Linked DNA regions of Mus musculus: regions 2 and 3 are each linked to region 1. Evidence: chromatin contacts called from public Hi-C and promoter capture Hi-C data. All regions are on one chromosome and are shown on one strand. The core of a region is the stretch at or near the end of the contact, and the rest is flanking DNA. Distances in the headings are between cores, read along the strand shown. Region 1 holds the start of Hc (hemolytic complement). Region 2 holds the start of Phf19 (PHD finger protein 19). Region 3 holds the start of Rab14 (RAB14, member RAS oncogene family).

Region 1 (5,058 bases), core at 822-3,321:
TTTTTCCACACTCTCAGAAGCTCAGGCCAGTGAACTGGCACAGGCAGGGATATTACTCGGGTTGTTTCTATTTTCTGCAGACATTTGCACAGCATCCTCCTATTTCCTTCTGGTTCCATTTGCATATGACATTTGTAAAAGGTCCTTTCCTGGTGTTGCTTTAAAACAATGGCCCCTTGGCTTCTGTACTCTCTCATTTGTTCTTCATAATACTAAAGCTACCTGTCCTTACTTATTCATTCTTTCATTGGGTCATTCATTCATTTTCTGCTTCTTTATCTAGAATACAAGCTCTTCTCCTACCTGAAGAACCTATTACAAGGAAGTTGTTCAGGGCATCATCTTTCTTGGACTGAAAAATGTCTCAAGGCCCAGTAATAAAGCACATCTGGCCAGTTGTGTCTATGAGTTGTTTTCAGAGAGAATTAATTAACTAAGGACTGCCATCCACATACCTTGAATATGGGTAATGACAACATGCCATAGACCAAGGGATCACATGCAAAGAGAAGGGGGTGGCCTCTTGAGGGCACGCATTCTCTCTCTATTTCTGAGCTGCCCCATCAGGAACTGCCCTGTCTATCACACCCTTCCAGTAAGTGATGGCTCTGAAATCTTTGTGAAATGAAACAAATTCCTCTTTTAAATTGCTCCTATCCTGTATTTTGTCTCAATGGTAAGAAAGCTAACTAGAATGAGGTTCAAATATTTTTGCTGAACCACCAAGCAATTAAGCACTGTGATGTAAACCGTATCCTTGCTCATGTTTTCAGAGAACGCGAGGAGATGCTTTTGTATAAGGGCCAGGAAGAATTCACTCAGGACGCAGATCACAAGGGCCTGGGTTCTGATGTTTAATCTTGATCTCCCTGAGCTTATCTGTTAAAAGTAATAAATAAAAGAAGCTAAGGTAACGGAGTGACTGTGGCCTTGTGATCAAATCTCAGAGTGGACATGTGCGGTTGCTTATGGCACCTGTTTATCCTGTCCTTCCATTTGCCTGTCTACAGATGCATTTCTGTTGAAGTCGAGGAGGAACTGAAGCGGGAACAGGACACCTCGGTAAAATTCCTCTCTCTATCAAGGTGACCTTTGGCCAGTCACCTTTCCTGTCTGGGCTTGTCATCATATGTGGACTGAGTAGGCTCAGCATATTAGCAAACACTTGTAGTACCAACTAGCCAGGGCTCTGATGCCGGAGATTTATGAGGGCATATGCTTCAAGACAGGTCTAGACAACACAGCAAAACCTCATCTTTAGATAGATAGACAGACAGACAGACAGACAGTCAGATAGATAGATGGATAGATAGATAGATAGATAGATAGATAGATAGATAGATAGATAGATAGATAGATAGATAGATAGGGTTCAGTGAGGTAGTGTTCAGTTAACTTCCAATACTAAGATGTTTGTATACACAACAATCACTGTTGAAAAGCACAAGATTTTGATAACAATGAAATTATATGACAAATTGGGTCATGAATATAGGAGTATTACAACCACAGTTTTGAATTTGATCCCTTAGTTGGGAATGCTTCAGTAACCACTATAAAGTAATCTAATATAGCATTAATTAAAGTTGTGGTCAGTAATGATTTGATTTATAAGACTGCCATATGCGTTACCAGGGCTTCACTGCACTTAGACCCAGAAAGCGAGAACTGAGTGTTAAGGATAAGGAAGTGATGAATGCCAAGAAGCTGATGGATCTTGCTTTTGCTTTCTGCTGAACAGGAAAGTGAACAGTCATTTCTGTCGTTTTTATAGGTGGCTGTCCCACAGAAACGGTCGAGCTGTTAGCTCCTCAGCAAATCAATTCCCTTCCACAGCTTTCTCGTGTGGAGCTGAGGCTATCCATTTACTATTTCAGAAGGGGACAGTTATTTTCAAGTTAGCCCAGCCCTATGAACCTCCTTCTCACTCACTGTAACTAAGGTGCCTGGGAAAATGAAGATGGCTCGGTTTACTTACGTTTGTTCCTGTCCCCAAGTTTTGTCCAGGAAAATTAAAAGACAAAGTATTCCCCAAAGACCCATGGCTGGTAGCGGCATAAACCCATGGGCATGGCCTCCCTGTAACCACTTTCCTTTTAAATAAACTGAGTTTGAAGAGTTTGGATAAATTAGTTCTCCGGTTAATTATTAATGTCAGAGAAAAAGATCTTTTAAGTGAGAAAGCTAAACTCAGAAATGGACAAAAGAGGGTGTTTTAATGAACATAAAATATGTTTTAACATCCTATCATGTCCAGTAATAAAGATGGGGGTATTTAACATTAATTTAAACCCAAAGACTTACTTTTATACGTAAAAGGACTCTCATGTGGGTGCCTGCCCCCGTGAAGGCTCAGTGCCGGCAGCCAGGAGTCACTTTGGCTCTGGCTTTCTTTTGTCACCTTCAAGATGGTTCATGACACCTTTGAACTTGCTTCTGGTAGGTTCCATTTGTTCCTGAGGTTGACTGGAGACTGACTCCCTGGGATTTCTTTTCTCTTTTCTCTTCTCTTCTCTTCTCTTCTCTTCTCTTCTCTTCTCTTCTCTTCTCTTCTCTTCTCTTCTCTTCTCTTCTCTTCTCTTCTCTTCTTTTCTCTTCTCTTCTTTTCTCTCTTCTCTTCTCTTCTCTTCTCTTCTCTTCTCTTCTCTTCTCTTCTCTTCTCTTCTCTTCTCCTCTCTCTCTCTCTCTCTTTCTTTCTTTCTTTTTTTTTTTTTGAGACAGGGTTTCTCTGTATAGCCCTGGCTGTCCTGGAACTCACTTTGTAGACCAGGCTGGCCTTGAACTCAAAAATTTGCCTGCCTTTGCCTCCCGAGTGCTGGGATTAAAGGTGTGCGCCACCAGGCCTGGCTGGGATTTCATTTTAAATGGATGGTTTTAGAATGAATGAGTCTAACTTAGAGAAATGATAGTAGCATCCTCGGTACTGGTCTGCAGAGGGATCCACACCAGTCTAGAGAAGGAACGGGTCATTGGATGGAAAAAGGTAGATGGAAATCCCGGCGAGATGCTCATGTCATTCCCTAACCAGACACTTGGATGTGTGTCTGTCTATAAATTCACATGTCACTCTTCCAAAATTCACATACAATCAGTAATAGAATATTTTATTCAAAGTATTTATGTTTTTCATTGAGGATTTCAATAGCTTAATACAAGAACTTAATATGAACAAAAATCAGTAGTATTTCCTATGACAGTTTGTTTTCTTTCTTTCTTTTTAAAAATTTTGGTGTTCAGAGACAGGGTTTCTCTACCCAGGCCTGGCTGTCCTGGAATTTACTGTATAGATATAGACCAGGCTGGCCTCGAACTCATAGAGATCTGTTTGCCCCTGTCCCCCAAGTGCTGGGATTAGAAGCATACACAACTAGACCTCACAACAGCTGATCTTCATGCCTCATTTATAATTAAGTATAATTAAGCAAAAGATAACTTTAAGATTTTTAATTAAATTTATTATTATGTTTCATGCTCATTAAAAAATTTGATTTAAATCTTCCTTTTGTTAGTGTTCATTTGTACATTAGTATATGATATGTGTTGTATTTTAAGGTAACAAAAGAAATGTCCAGGGCTGGAGGTATTATTCCATCGGTAGAGTGTCTGCTTAGCATGCTCAGTCCTGGGTAAATCCCTAGCCCTGCATGAATATGAGCTATGGTAGTGTGCGCTTGTGAGCACTGCACTCAGGAGGTAGACGCAGGAGAATCAGAAGTTATAGGTCATCCTCGCCAATATAGTGGGTTTGAGGCCAGGCTGGGCAATGTGAGACCCTGTCTATAACAATGATGATAACAACAACAACAACAACAACAACAACAACAATAATAATAATAATAATAGCAATAAAGAGATGTCTAAACATAGTCCTGTATGTCCTATGTTTTTGGCCACACTGCAATGACATACTTTCCTTAAGTCAATAAGGTTTTATTTACCAACTCTTTAATACTGAATTTATTAAAAGAAAGTGAAGTAGCAAGAAAAAATTTTTACACTATTTTACTATTAGTATTTCTTTTATACATATCATTGAAATGGGGAAAAAAGCTGCCACTATTATTTGACTATCTAGCTCATTTATTTCCAAAGAAAGCCTGTAGAATGATTAAGCCGGGTTGCAAAAGATGGGTCAAGTTAAAGCAAACAGGACTTTTTGGTCATTTTCGGGAAACAAAACTTGAGAGAGTGAAGGAACGCCTGGTTGACATAGTAATAGTTATACTTCAAGTCCAAGGGAAGGCGAGACTTTCGTGCCCCCAGGGCAAATACTAGTAAGTGATATTTTCAAACCACTTTTGGAGAAAATGTTTAACAAATGACCATTCTCAACAATTCATAGTGTCTCAAGTGTTTAACCAAAACTGCTTAAATCTAGCTATCCTCTAAATATAGTTCAAAGACAGGTGCCCACTGGGTTTTAATTTATGTGACCTTTGCACTAGTGTTTGATGTTGCTTGTGGAAGAGGAGAGTAGGTGTTGACTCTTATTTTGTACAAATATTGCAGATGGGTGCTCAGCTCTGCTGGAAACCCTGAGGGTCACTGAACCTCCCACAACTGTCACCTAGTGTCTATCCTAAGGTGGAGAGCAGATGGCTTTCCCTAACATGCTGGCTGGTTTCACTACAACTTGGAAAAAGGGAATGTCAATTGAGAAGGTTACCGCTAGACTGGCCTGTGAGCATTTTCTTGATAAATAATTGAGGTGGAGGGCCCAGCTGTGTGCAGTGTCACCCCTGGGCTAATGGTGCCATGAAGGGCTCTGAGGACCAGGTCGTCTTCCTTGAGGTTGCTATTGCTGTGACAAGCACCATGACCAACAACAACTTGGAGAGGGCTTGTTTCAGCTTATGGTTTCATATCTTGGTCCATCCTTGAGGGAAGTCAGGGCAGGAGCTGATGCAGAGACTGTGGAGGAATGCTTGTTTACCAGGGCTTGCTCAGCCTGCTTTCTGATCGAGCTCACGGTTTGTCTCAGCAGTGATTGTCCTAGATGGTGGCTAAGGCTGGGATTGCAGAGAGGCCTTCTACTTCTACAGGAGAATTAAGCTGCAG
Region 2 (5,058 bases), core at 1,449-3,948, 150 kb before region 1:
GCAGGGAGGAGCAGCAGAGAGGAGCTGGGTCTCAGTCTTCCTCCATCTCCTGGCCGTGTGCTTCAGAAGGAGAGATATGCTCCCCACTTCGAAGTATGACCACCAGGAACAGGGGCACCACTTAATGGGGCTGCTTTTAAGGACAGAAGAGCAGGCCAGAGAGTCTTCTGTACCCTGTCCAGTCTGATGCTTGCTTAAGTTCTCTGAAGAACCTGCTGGGCCACATTGCCCCTGAGGACAGCTCTGTTCCCTTCCACTTCCAGTTTCCAGGCATGAGGGATAAAAAGGGATGAGCAGAAAGACACATGAACCTGGGCCCAAGGACCAGAGCAGACTCACCCGCTTGATCTTGCCAAGGTAATATAGCCCGTCTGTCCACCTGCATAGCACGAACTGTCCCTCTGTCACCTTAGACATCAAGTCTTTGAAGTTCTTTTTGGTCTTAGACAGGCCCCCCTTGTTAGGACTGGTGGCACCAAAGGCTTCCAGAGTCCCTGGTTCCAGAGCTTGAGTCTCCATTAGCTTCTGCTGACATCGGAGAAGAAAGAACAATGTTTATCTTGCCACCTGCTCCTGAAATTCTGTAAGGCTCTCAAATGCATTTATTGACAGGACAACTCTGGGAGGGAGACATTATTATCTCATTCTAGGGATAGGGAAACAGGAGACGCAAGGAGAAGTGGCCGATGACCCAGAGGCAGGGCCATGGCTCACAAGGAGTCAAGGTGGCTCTATACCATACCTAGCTGCTTCTAAGAGAGTGAATCTTCCCACTGTGCCTGGCGCAAAGGACCCATGGATCTGAACCCCACTACGAGTCCAGGAGGCTGAGGCTTTGTCCCATATGTGGGCCAGTTCTGAGGATGCAAGCACTTAAGATGTTATGTTTCCCCTAAAATGTGTTCAGAGAAAGGCCCACCTAGTACTGAAAACTTTTGAGGTGGCATGGGAACCGTGTGACATAGCTACATGCCCTCCTTTTGTAATTCCCCTTTCTATTCTCAATTAACTGATGACTTCATGGGAACCAGTCTGGGGCATTTAAACCTGTCTGAAGCACATCTGCCCACAGCAGCTAAGCCATTCCCATTGCACCTAACACATCTGGCTCTCCCCCATCTCATTGAAGTGCTGCCTTTCGCTTCCCTGCCACAGTGGCTCCTGGTGCAGTGGCCTGAGAATCTCCAAATCTCCACCCTAGAATGGTTGGAGCATCCTGCCCAATTCCCCAGCGTATTCTGCTTCCAACTCTGTCTCAGTTTTCTTCATCAATTATTTCATTCATCTTTTCCAAGCCTATTTTCCTGAGCCTGTCGCTTGCTACTACTGGCTGGCACCTGGTACGGGGAGTCTCAGGACACCCAGCTTCCCTCCAGGAATCTTCCAGAAGGTTTGTGGCTTCCCAAACCTTCAGGAGTGGCCAGCATTATTGCTTTCTCCCCTCCGGGGGGCTCACCTGGCATCACATTCCTCCACATACATACACTCTAAGGTCAAACACAGCTTGCCGTGTGTGGGGATGGTGGGGGCGCTCCTGCTCAGGGTCTCTCCCTCTGCCTAGGTGTTGGGCACCTGGTGCCCTGCCAGCCCACAAGAAGACAGCTCTGGGTGTGTTTCCATGTGAGTGCCTCTTCAGAGAAGGTTAGTCTGGCAATGTGCTAGTCCTATACGTAAAACTAAATACACGTGGACATATGAGGGGCCTGGGGCGGCAGGGCATAGTCAGGGTCTTGGGTCTCCCGATGATGGGAGTAAAGCTCCTCTTGCCTTCTCTCCCTCCTGTCTTTTATTCCAGGGCAGAGGCACAAGCACCAGGTGTGGGCTGTAGTCAGAACTTTTGCCCTCTTCCCTGGCACTTGGCTCTTTGGGAGCTGGGAGGTCCCTGCTTGCTTGGGCCTGGAGTACCGCAGGGCCGGCCGGCCTCAGCAGGTTCACAAACTGACATTTCCTCCCCCACTGAGCTTTTGGGGGCAAGCCGGGTCGCTGCGCCCCCGAGGCCGTGCTGGGCCCCCGGGTGGTGGCCCCCCCATCCCGCCTCCATCCTCCTGGAGAGGGCCCCCGAGGGCTGTGATTGGCTGATTCAAACCCATCGGCACAGAAATGCTTGTTTGCGGGTTCCCGTCGGAGTCCAGTTCAAATCCGCGGCACTGGGCGCGCGGGGCCGGGCGGGGGCAGGAAGCGCGCATGATTCATGCGCCGAGGCCTCTCCAGGGCGGCCGTTGGCTTTTTAAAAGGGTGTTCAGGGGGGAGGATAGCTTGCAGAAAGTGTCCCCTTCAGCTTCAGGCACTCCTTTCCTCAGTTGCTCTAATTGCAAACTTTCTCCCGCTCCCAGCCGATCGTGCCTTACTTTGGACGTGAGCAAAATCCCAAATGTCCTGCCTATCCTCCTCTCCATAGCTTTAAATGGAAAAGAAAAGGCACACGGCCACAAACGGAGACCTGTCACCCACACCCTGGCCAGCGTTGGGATTGTGGCTGGGACTCCCGCTGCCCTGAGGGTACCGCTCGGGCTCCATCTCTATCCCCATCCCACAAGCGCGCAGCCTCCAGCCCCCGCCCGGGGATCCTAGGGCTCAATCTAGGTTTCTAGGAGAGGGGTCGTGTGCAGGGATTAAAGCGTGAAACGCGGACACTCCCGGGGCGCCCGCAGCGCGGGACTTACCGCGAGGCAGCGCGTCAGCCGGTCCCACTTGGAGTCTGGCCACCAGGCACATCGGCGGCGGCGGTGCGCTCGGCCCAGGGCTGCCTGGCCGAGTGTCCGCCCCTGGGGCCGGGGTAGGGGTCTCGGCGGGGGCGGGGCGGGGCGGGGGCGCCGCGGGGAGGAGGGGACGCGGGGAGGGAGGGGCCGGTGAGCTCAGGAAGGGGCCCCCCGGGCGCGGGGCGCCATCTTTTTCGCGTTTTCCCGCGAATTATTGACGTCCCCGCTTATGTAATTAGCAGGGGCCGCACCGGCTTTGCCATTGGAGCCCGCGGCTGGCGGGGCCCCGCAGCGTCTCCCGGGGCCGCCCCCGCGCAGCGAGTCCAGCGGGCACACGCGGAAACACAGCTGTACAGAACCACGGCTGGGCGAGCGTACGCACACCACACGCACACAGCTACTACACCCAGACCCTTCACGACCCGGGTTGGTCTCCCAGCACCTTGATCTTACAGAACCAACATTCCACACTACTCCTTGGAGACCAGGAAAAGCCTAAGAGAATCAGACACAGGACACACACCACATATATATGTGTGCCATAAGTCACAACACTCAAATGACACTGCCCTCAGCATAGACTCCCGCGAAACCACGTGCAAGGCATACACAAGTCAGCAACATAGAGCCCCGACACAGTGACCACAAGACCCACTCGAGTATGCCAGTCACGCACTGTAGAGTTAACAGTGTAAAAGAGATAGTCACACAGACCATGTGCACAAACACGGCAAATATGAAAAGGGCAAGCTTAAGACAGATCTTGTGGATAGGGCTCCAATCAGATAAGATCTCCCTCCAGGAGAAAAAAACCAGAGTGTCCTGAACCAGACGCACTCTTGGCGCCAGAGCTTGAGATAGTGTCGGTCAACACCCCCTACCTGCATCCCTGCTTTCAATCTGGACTGCCCACTGCACCTGCTCGAATGGCTCCCTGCAGACACACCCTGCTGGGATGAGTGCATTCCTGGTGTGCTCTTTCCTCCTAGAGCCTTCCCTGTTCATTTTTCAGGGTTCACATTGGCCCTCTGCTCCCTGGGGTGTGGGCAGTCTGGCCTGCAGCTCCTGTCTGCCCCCTCAGTTTGAGATACAGGAGTCCTCTTCCACATGCCCACATTCCCCTTTACTTCTGGGTCTTACTGCTCCTCCTGAGGATTTGACCCACAGCAGAATCTGGCTGAGCCTGGAAAGGAAGTTGGTAGCAGCCCCACCAGACAGGCTCTTCCAGCCCAGGAAGGCATAGCTGCACACCACTTTCTGCAGAGATAACCCTTCTCTGTACAGGAAGCTCTGTCATGAGCCTCTAGGCTGGCCAGAGGCACCTTTAGGATTCCAGGGACAGAGACAACAGAGCAAGCCTGGCTTTGTAACTCACAGGCTGGCGCCACCTATTCCTGGATGTGAGATTGAGTGTGTCACTTTAGTTGTCCAGCTGTTGGGAAGGTTAGAGGCACTGTATGCAAAGTCCCTGTCACCCCATGGGTGGGCAGAAGGTAAATACCGTGCTTTGTCTAGTCTGTATTCATCCACTGTTCTCTTGTGTAGGGCTACAACTGGCTTTGGGCACAAAGGCAAGTAAGAGAAATGGGGCCTGCAATCTGGTGAGGCAGCCAGTACAGGGGTAACACTTTTATATAAAAAAGGTCTTTAGCATGGAATTAGGGAATTGTTGCTATGAGGCCAGTTCTGCCTCTGAGCAGGGGGATTGTGGGTAAGCTAGCCCCCAAGGTTTATTTATATACCCCGTCCTATCTGTTCCAAAGCGGGGGCAACACTACTCTGCCTCACGGGGCCGTGGCCTAGAGAGAGGTTAACATAGGCTCAAGAAGGAGCAGGTGCTTTGGTAAACTCCAAAGCAGTGTGTGAAGTGAGAAGGTGTTGACATACTAAAGACAGGAGACTTGTAATGTCACCAAAAAGGTTGTGTGTCATTCACAGTGGTTTACAGGCTAAGGTCCATGGAGAAACTAGCATTTGGACAGGATACAGTAACAGAGAGGCCCGTATTTCAGGAGGAGGGAATTTCAGGAGGGACTGATCAAAAAAAAAAAAAAATAATAATAATCCAGGTTAAAAAAATAAGAAGTGCTAGCTAGGTGTGGTGGCATAGGCCTTTAATCCCAGCACTTGGGAGGCAGAGGCAGGTGGATCTGAGTTCGAGGCCAGCCTGGTCTACAGAGTAAGTTCCAGGATAGCCAGGACTACACAGAGAAACCATGTCCGTCCTGAAAAACCAACACATAGAGTAATAAAAAAAAAAAAAAAAACGATCAGTGCTCCCTTAGGCAACGTAGATACTAAAATTTGAATGATACAGAGAAACTTAGTCTGGCCCCTGTGCAAGGGTGGCATGCAGATT
Region 3 (5,058 bases), core at 1,405-3,904, 140 kb after region 1:
AAAGCTTACTAATGACTTGTCTCAGACCCAGGTGAGTTTGGTAGGAGCAGTGTAGAGATAGACCAAGACTGTTCACTGCAGACACTGATCAGTAATACAGTATTAATGCTCACTATACTGATGCTTTATTTTGCAAACTTTAAAAAGTTTGAAATATAGTATAACTTAATATTAATAATAATTTGTCTCCTGCATACTTTTAAAATACTTGTGTATGACTGTATGTGTGCACATGTGGCACACATGTAGATATTAGAGAGAATAACTAGCATGAATCCTTTCTCTCCTCCTTCTGGGTGGGTTCCAGAATCTAAGTCTGGTTGTCAGCGTGGCAGCAAAAGACTTTACCTACTGAGCCATCTTGCCAGGCCCACATTGCTAACGTTTTTAATGTCATAAACACCTCGAGAGCTATAGTTTGAACATTTTTATCTTACAAGTCTTGCTAAGAGTATGCAAATAAGACCTATAAAACCTGGCTGCAAGAAATTTTCAAGCTCTGTTGCAAAGCTTAAGTTTACAAATATACAATTTAACATGAAAAATATAAAGCAAATTTTTTTAAAAAGCCTTAATTCCAAGGAATTTTCAATAGCAATTATAATCTAAGGTTTTTACACCTTTACAATAACTCCACTTACTGAGCCCCTAATATAAACTAGCTACTTTATAAACAATTTCTAACCCTAAAAATTCATTTTACAAGTTAGGAAACCGGGTCAGAAGTGATTTACTGATGGTTATATACTACTAAATGGGCAGGTAAGATTAAGCCAGAGTCTACTTCGACAGTACTTGTCCAACAGATATTAAACACCCATTATATGGCTAGCAAAACTACAGGCAACTTGCATGTCAAACCTGAGCTTTCTTTAATTCTAGTTAATCCTTAAAATGACCCTGAAATGTGGGCACAATTTATAAGGACACTGAGTCTGGGAGGTTAGCTAACTTGGTTAGGATCAATTCAGTAACTAACATGTAGGTATGGTTTGGGCGATTTTACTTGACCATGCACGAAAGCGTGTAGGCTAAGGTTTTGTGCCTTGGGTTCTGCCATTTCCTAGTTACACTGAATTCCCGAGATAATCGCCTGCTGCAGGGAAGGGAAAAGAGGAAGCTGCATTATTAATGGGTCAAATTTGTACTCAACAATCACATTTACATAAAAGGTAATTGAAACAACATGTCATGACCAGTAAACTTTCCAAGAATTTCCATACTTGGCTGTGCAGCCACCAAGAACATAGCTTTCTTCACAAATACGGAGGACATGCTACCACCACCTCTCCTCCAAGGAGCATTTGCCAGAGTAGCAGCTGACATGATAGATTTTGGGTCTTATCAGTTCTCACCCAGTGTGAATGGAGAGAAAATGGAATTCAGTTGTCTCCTCTCTGAACCGATCCAGTATTGTGTATCTCAGCCCTCGTGGAATGTACTGTAGTACAAAACATACCAGCCAGGATAGGGAGAAGCCATCATTTGTGTTCCATCATTACTCAGCTACAGGACAACTTCTGGCTTCGGTCCGTCCCTCGCCCCTTATTAAAAAAATGCGGAAAACTCTCAAAAGGCACTCGAAGCAAGCAAGCTATGTGTGAAGACACCTAAACCCGTGTCTGGCACACACTGGAGTTTTAGCGTTCCCGTTCCATCGTCTTTTCTCAAATTCTCGAGATGCCCAAACTTTTTCCCTTCGTTCTTTCTAGATGCTGTCTAGGTTCCAACCAGTGCAGGCTGGCCAGGGACTTTACAGGGATTCGGAGAACCTCGCGCACAGTCCCACACGCCCAATCCTCAGCCGGGACGACAGAGCGGTGGCTTACAAGGACACGGGAGCCAGCCCGAGACGCCGAAGCGCTGCCTTTTGTTGAGGCCCTGTAGGGTGGGACTGCCACGGCTGGGGGCTCGTGGGTGGCAGGCCGGCGCGCCACGCGTGGGGCAACACTGCGGGGGTGTTCTACAGCCGCGGGCAAAGGCGGCGAGACTCGGGCCTGCGGAGGCCGCGGCTGTGCCCCGCAGGTCGGACGGATGAGGTGGGAACACACCCTCCCTGCACGCCTCGGAGCCCGGCTGCGGGCAGGGAGCGCGAGCCGCCCGGGACGGCGCGGGCGACAGCTCGCCCCGCGGAGTCCTGTCAGGCCGGCGCCCTCCGCCGACCCCCGGGCTGGCCGCGGCCTGCGGGGCCCAGCCCGGGACGCCGCCCGCCTACCTCTCGGCTCGCCTCCGCCCCTTGGAAGGGCCGGGCTGGGAGGCTGGCTCCGGCGGCCCCTGCGGAAGGCCTTGGTTACCTGGGGGGTTGCTGGTGGCTGGGCAGCTTTCCGGACGGGAGGGGGACGTCAGGACGAGGAAGCGGAGGGCGGACGCGGCGGGAGGGAGGCCGGAATCCGTCAGCCGAGGCCCTGGCAGGTAGGCGGGCTGGCCGGAGGTTGCAGACACTCGGGTGGCAGTCGCGGTGGCGGCGGCGGCTGCTCCTGCGGCTCCCTCAGGATCTTCCTCGGGCTGGCCCAAGATGGCGGCGCTCCCTGCACAGGGTTTCCTGTCACCCTCGCAATGGGCCGGACCACAAAAGAAGGGGGGAGGATGCGCGCGCAGCCAGCGGAGCCCGGAAGAGGGTGGTGGAGACTAACCTGACGGCCACGCCCCTTCGTCAGTTCGCCCCTCCGGAGTAGACCCGCCTCGGCCTCGGCCCGCCCCCACTGGTCCTCACGCCTGAAGGAGGCGGGGAAAGGAGCCTGCGCAAGCGTAGTCGTGTGCCACGCCTCCCGGCGGAGTTACTGCGCAGGTTCGCACGCTGTTTTCTAAGGGTTGACAGTGTCTGTCCAGAATTGTCGCCGTTAGAGACCTAACTATTTTTAATACGCGTAACTGCTTATCACTGGGCCGCCTCTGTATACCGGCTTCTGGAACACACACGTATTTACTGCATTTATTCAACATTTACAGACCAATTGGAGACTAGTAGGAACAAGGCTGGCCAACACCCAGAGACGCTTCTCGTGCCATCAGAGGCAAAAGGGTGGTTCACATTGACCAACCCATTTGTATAATCATGTAGCTAGGAGGTGGCCCTTTCTTGTGTTTCATCTTTGTCTAGCTTAACCTTGCTTTGCGGACACCAGCAACAGGAAGAGGGAAACTTGACATTTTTACTCCCACCTTCCCAAGACACTTCCCACTCCCACCTTCCCAAGACACCTTGGTGAAAGCAACAGTTTCACTTTCTTGGTCTTTCGTCTTTTTGCCTTGTAGAACCTGGATGTGGATTTACTTATCTTACATTTACGTTTATCTTACATTTCCTTTTTTTATCTTATTATTTATTTGACATTTACGTTATTTATCTTACATTTACGTTTAATTTATATTTTACAATTACATTGCCACAAGGATGGATATGTTAATAACGCAAAGCAAAGCAATTTTTTTTTTCAGCATAGAAGTTGACCTTTTTTCTCCTGATTTTTTTTGAGGAGTGGAGTGGGGTTCAATACAGGATTTCAGTATGTACTTCTGGTTCCCCTGGAACTCACTATGTGAATCAGGGTGGCCTCTAACTTGCAGAGATTTGCCAGTCTCTGTATTCCCGTGTTATGGTTAAAGACATGCACCATCACACCCAGGTTTCCCCCCATGATTTTAAAGGATTTGGTACATATCTTGTGTGTCTCTGAAGGGACTATGGACTGTAACCATTATCCCTACCATGCCTAGTGGATAAAATGGCCCTTTCCAGAACCCCCAAAGAAAAGTCGCAATTCTAAGCGTTTAAAACCTTTCGTTGTAAACTGGTTCTGCCTTAGGAAAGTGAGATGTCATTAGAAAAATACATAGCAGTTTGAAAATCTCTTGTTTTGATAAATACATGATACAGACAACAGTTTTATACATGTCATTTACTTTCTCAGGTCCTCAGACTTTTCTCCAAAGTAAGGATGTGATATCTAATTCCTATCTTTCTTGTTAAAATTAAATAGACAATGCATACAAAATTCCTGGCATATAATACCTTGAATGGGGACTATTATTATTTGATAAGCATAAGGTACTCTCTTCCAGTCCTGGAGGTCAGTGGTTTAATTCATTGTGGTGGTTTAAATAAGAATGGGCCCCATATGACATATATAAGATAGAAATTGGTGCCATGGACTGGGGTGTTGTGTGACAGTCATGACCATTCCATTTGTTGGAGGAATATGGAAACAACTGGGACTTTGGACTAGAAAAAGCATTGGAGATTTTAAGTGGGGCTTAATATGCCATCCTGGTAGGAACATGGAAGACAGTGCCGAGGGCAATTTGAATAGGAACCTACTCAAGATATTTCAGAGGGGAATAATGAGTGGCCTAGAGGCCATCCTTGTGATATTTTGACAAAGAATATGGCCACTTTGTCCTAAAAATTCCTGGAGGATAAATTGAAGAATTAATGAATTAATGGCCTTGGAAGAGGAGATTTCAAGATAGCCTAGTGTTGACTGTGTCACTAGTGGTCACTTTTATTTAGATCTACAATGAAAAGAAGCAAGTTGGGCAGAGAGAAATACAGAATGCACAGTTATAGCACTAGAAAGTATAATGGAGCTAAGAGTCTTGGGCTCTGGAAAAAGTTTAAAAGAAAAGCCTGATGCTAAATGGAATAAAGGCAGTGGTGGCCTCAGGGGAGGACCCCACTCAACTAAGCTGCCAGTTTGTCAAAAGGGATTAAGGAAATTTTTAAGCAATTAAAGAAACCATAGAAAGCAGAAAGGTGGTGAAAATGTATTTGAACAAGGGGCCATGTTCCAGCCCCAGCAAAGAGAAGATCATGGCAGCTTCAGGCACATGGTTCTGACTTTAGAGTCAAGGATACCAGATATGGACTGTGGAATCTCTCTCCATGGCTAAGGAAAGCCACTGAAGCCAGGAATGAGTCAGCGTTGTCCTCTACATGGAGATCTAGAAAGACCACTGCATGGATCTGTGAAGGTGAAGCCTGGATTGCCTTGGAGACCCCAAGATGTTTGCGATGCCAGAGTTGTAGGAGAGCTGACAAGGAAAGCTGCCGACTAAATG

What was found. Promoter capture Hi-C pulls out the DNA fragments that hold promoters and counts their contacts. A called contact is a pair of places that touch in the nucleus more often than the background predicts.
Region 2: a promoter capture Hi-C map of neural stem cells shows a contact between it and region 1. The contact joins the promoter of Phf19 here to the promoter of Hc in region 1. A contact is called at or near these places in 14 of 39 promoter capture datasets (the 3T3-L1 cell line, 3T3-L1-derived adipocytes, the C10 cell line and 9 more), 4 of 115 datasets of contacts at active chromatin or transcription factors (bone marrow-derived macrophages, craniofacial prominence, large pre-B cells and 1 more) and 3 of 9 other capture datasets (adipose tissue, liver and pancreatic islet).
Region 3: a contact with region 1 is called in a Hi-C map of liver, with 2.2 times the contacts expected there. The contact joins the promoter of Rab14 here to the promoter of Hc in region 1. A contact is called at or near these places in 2 of 39 promoter capture datasets (embryonic stem cells and stem cell-derived epiblast-like cells), 1 of 484 Hi-C or Micro-C datasets (liver), 1 of 115 datasets of contacts at active chromatin or transcription factors (pancreatic cancer cells) and 1 of 9 other capture datasets (adipose tissue).

What each region holds. Positions count from the first base shown.
Region 1 is chr2:35,059,341-35,064,398 of GRCm38.p6, forward strand. Hc (hemolytic complement) reads right to left here and starts at 2,072. Exons shown (of 41, transcript NM_010406.3): 1 at 1,979-2,072. The coding sequence starts at 2,043. Gm39794 (predicted gene, 39794) reads left to right here and starts at 4,170. Exons shown (of 2, transcript NR_168708.1): 1 at 4,170-4,274.
Region 2 is chr2:34,911,278-34,916,335 of GRCm38.p6, forward strand. It overlaps Phf19 (PHD finger protein 19), which reads right to left and starts at 2,699. Exons shown (of 15, transcript NM_028716.4): 1 at 2,664-2,699; 2 at 340-525. The coding sequence starts at 519. It overlaps Gm24905 (a small nuclear RNA gene), which reads left to right and starts at 4,973; the gene lies at 4,973-5,058.
Region 3 is chr2:35,198,466-35,203,523 of GRCm38.p6, forward strand. Rab14 (RAB14, member RAS oncogene family) reads right to left here and starts at 2,655. Exons shown (of 8, transcript NM_026697.4): 1 at 2,295-2,655.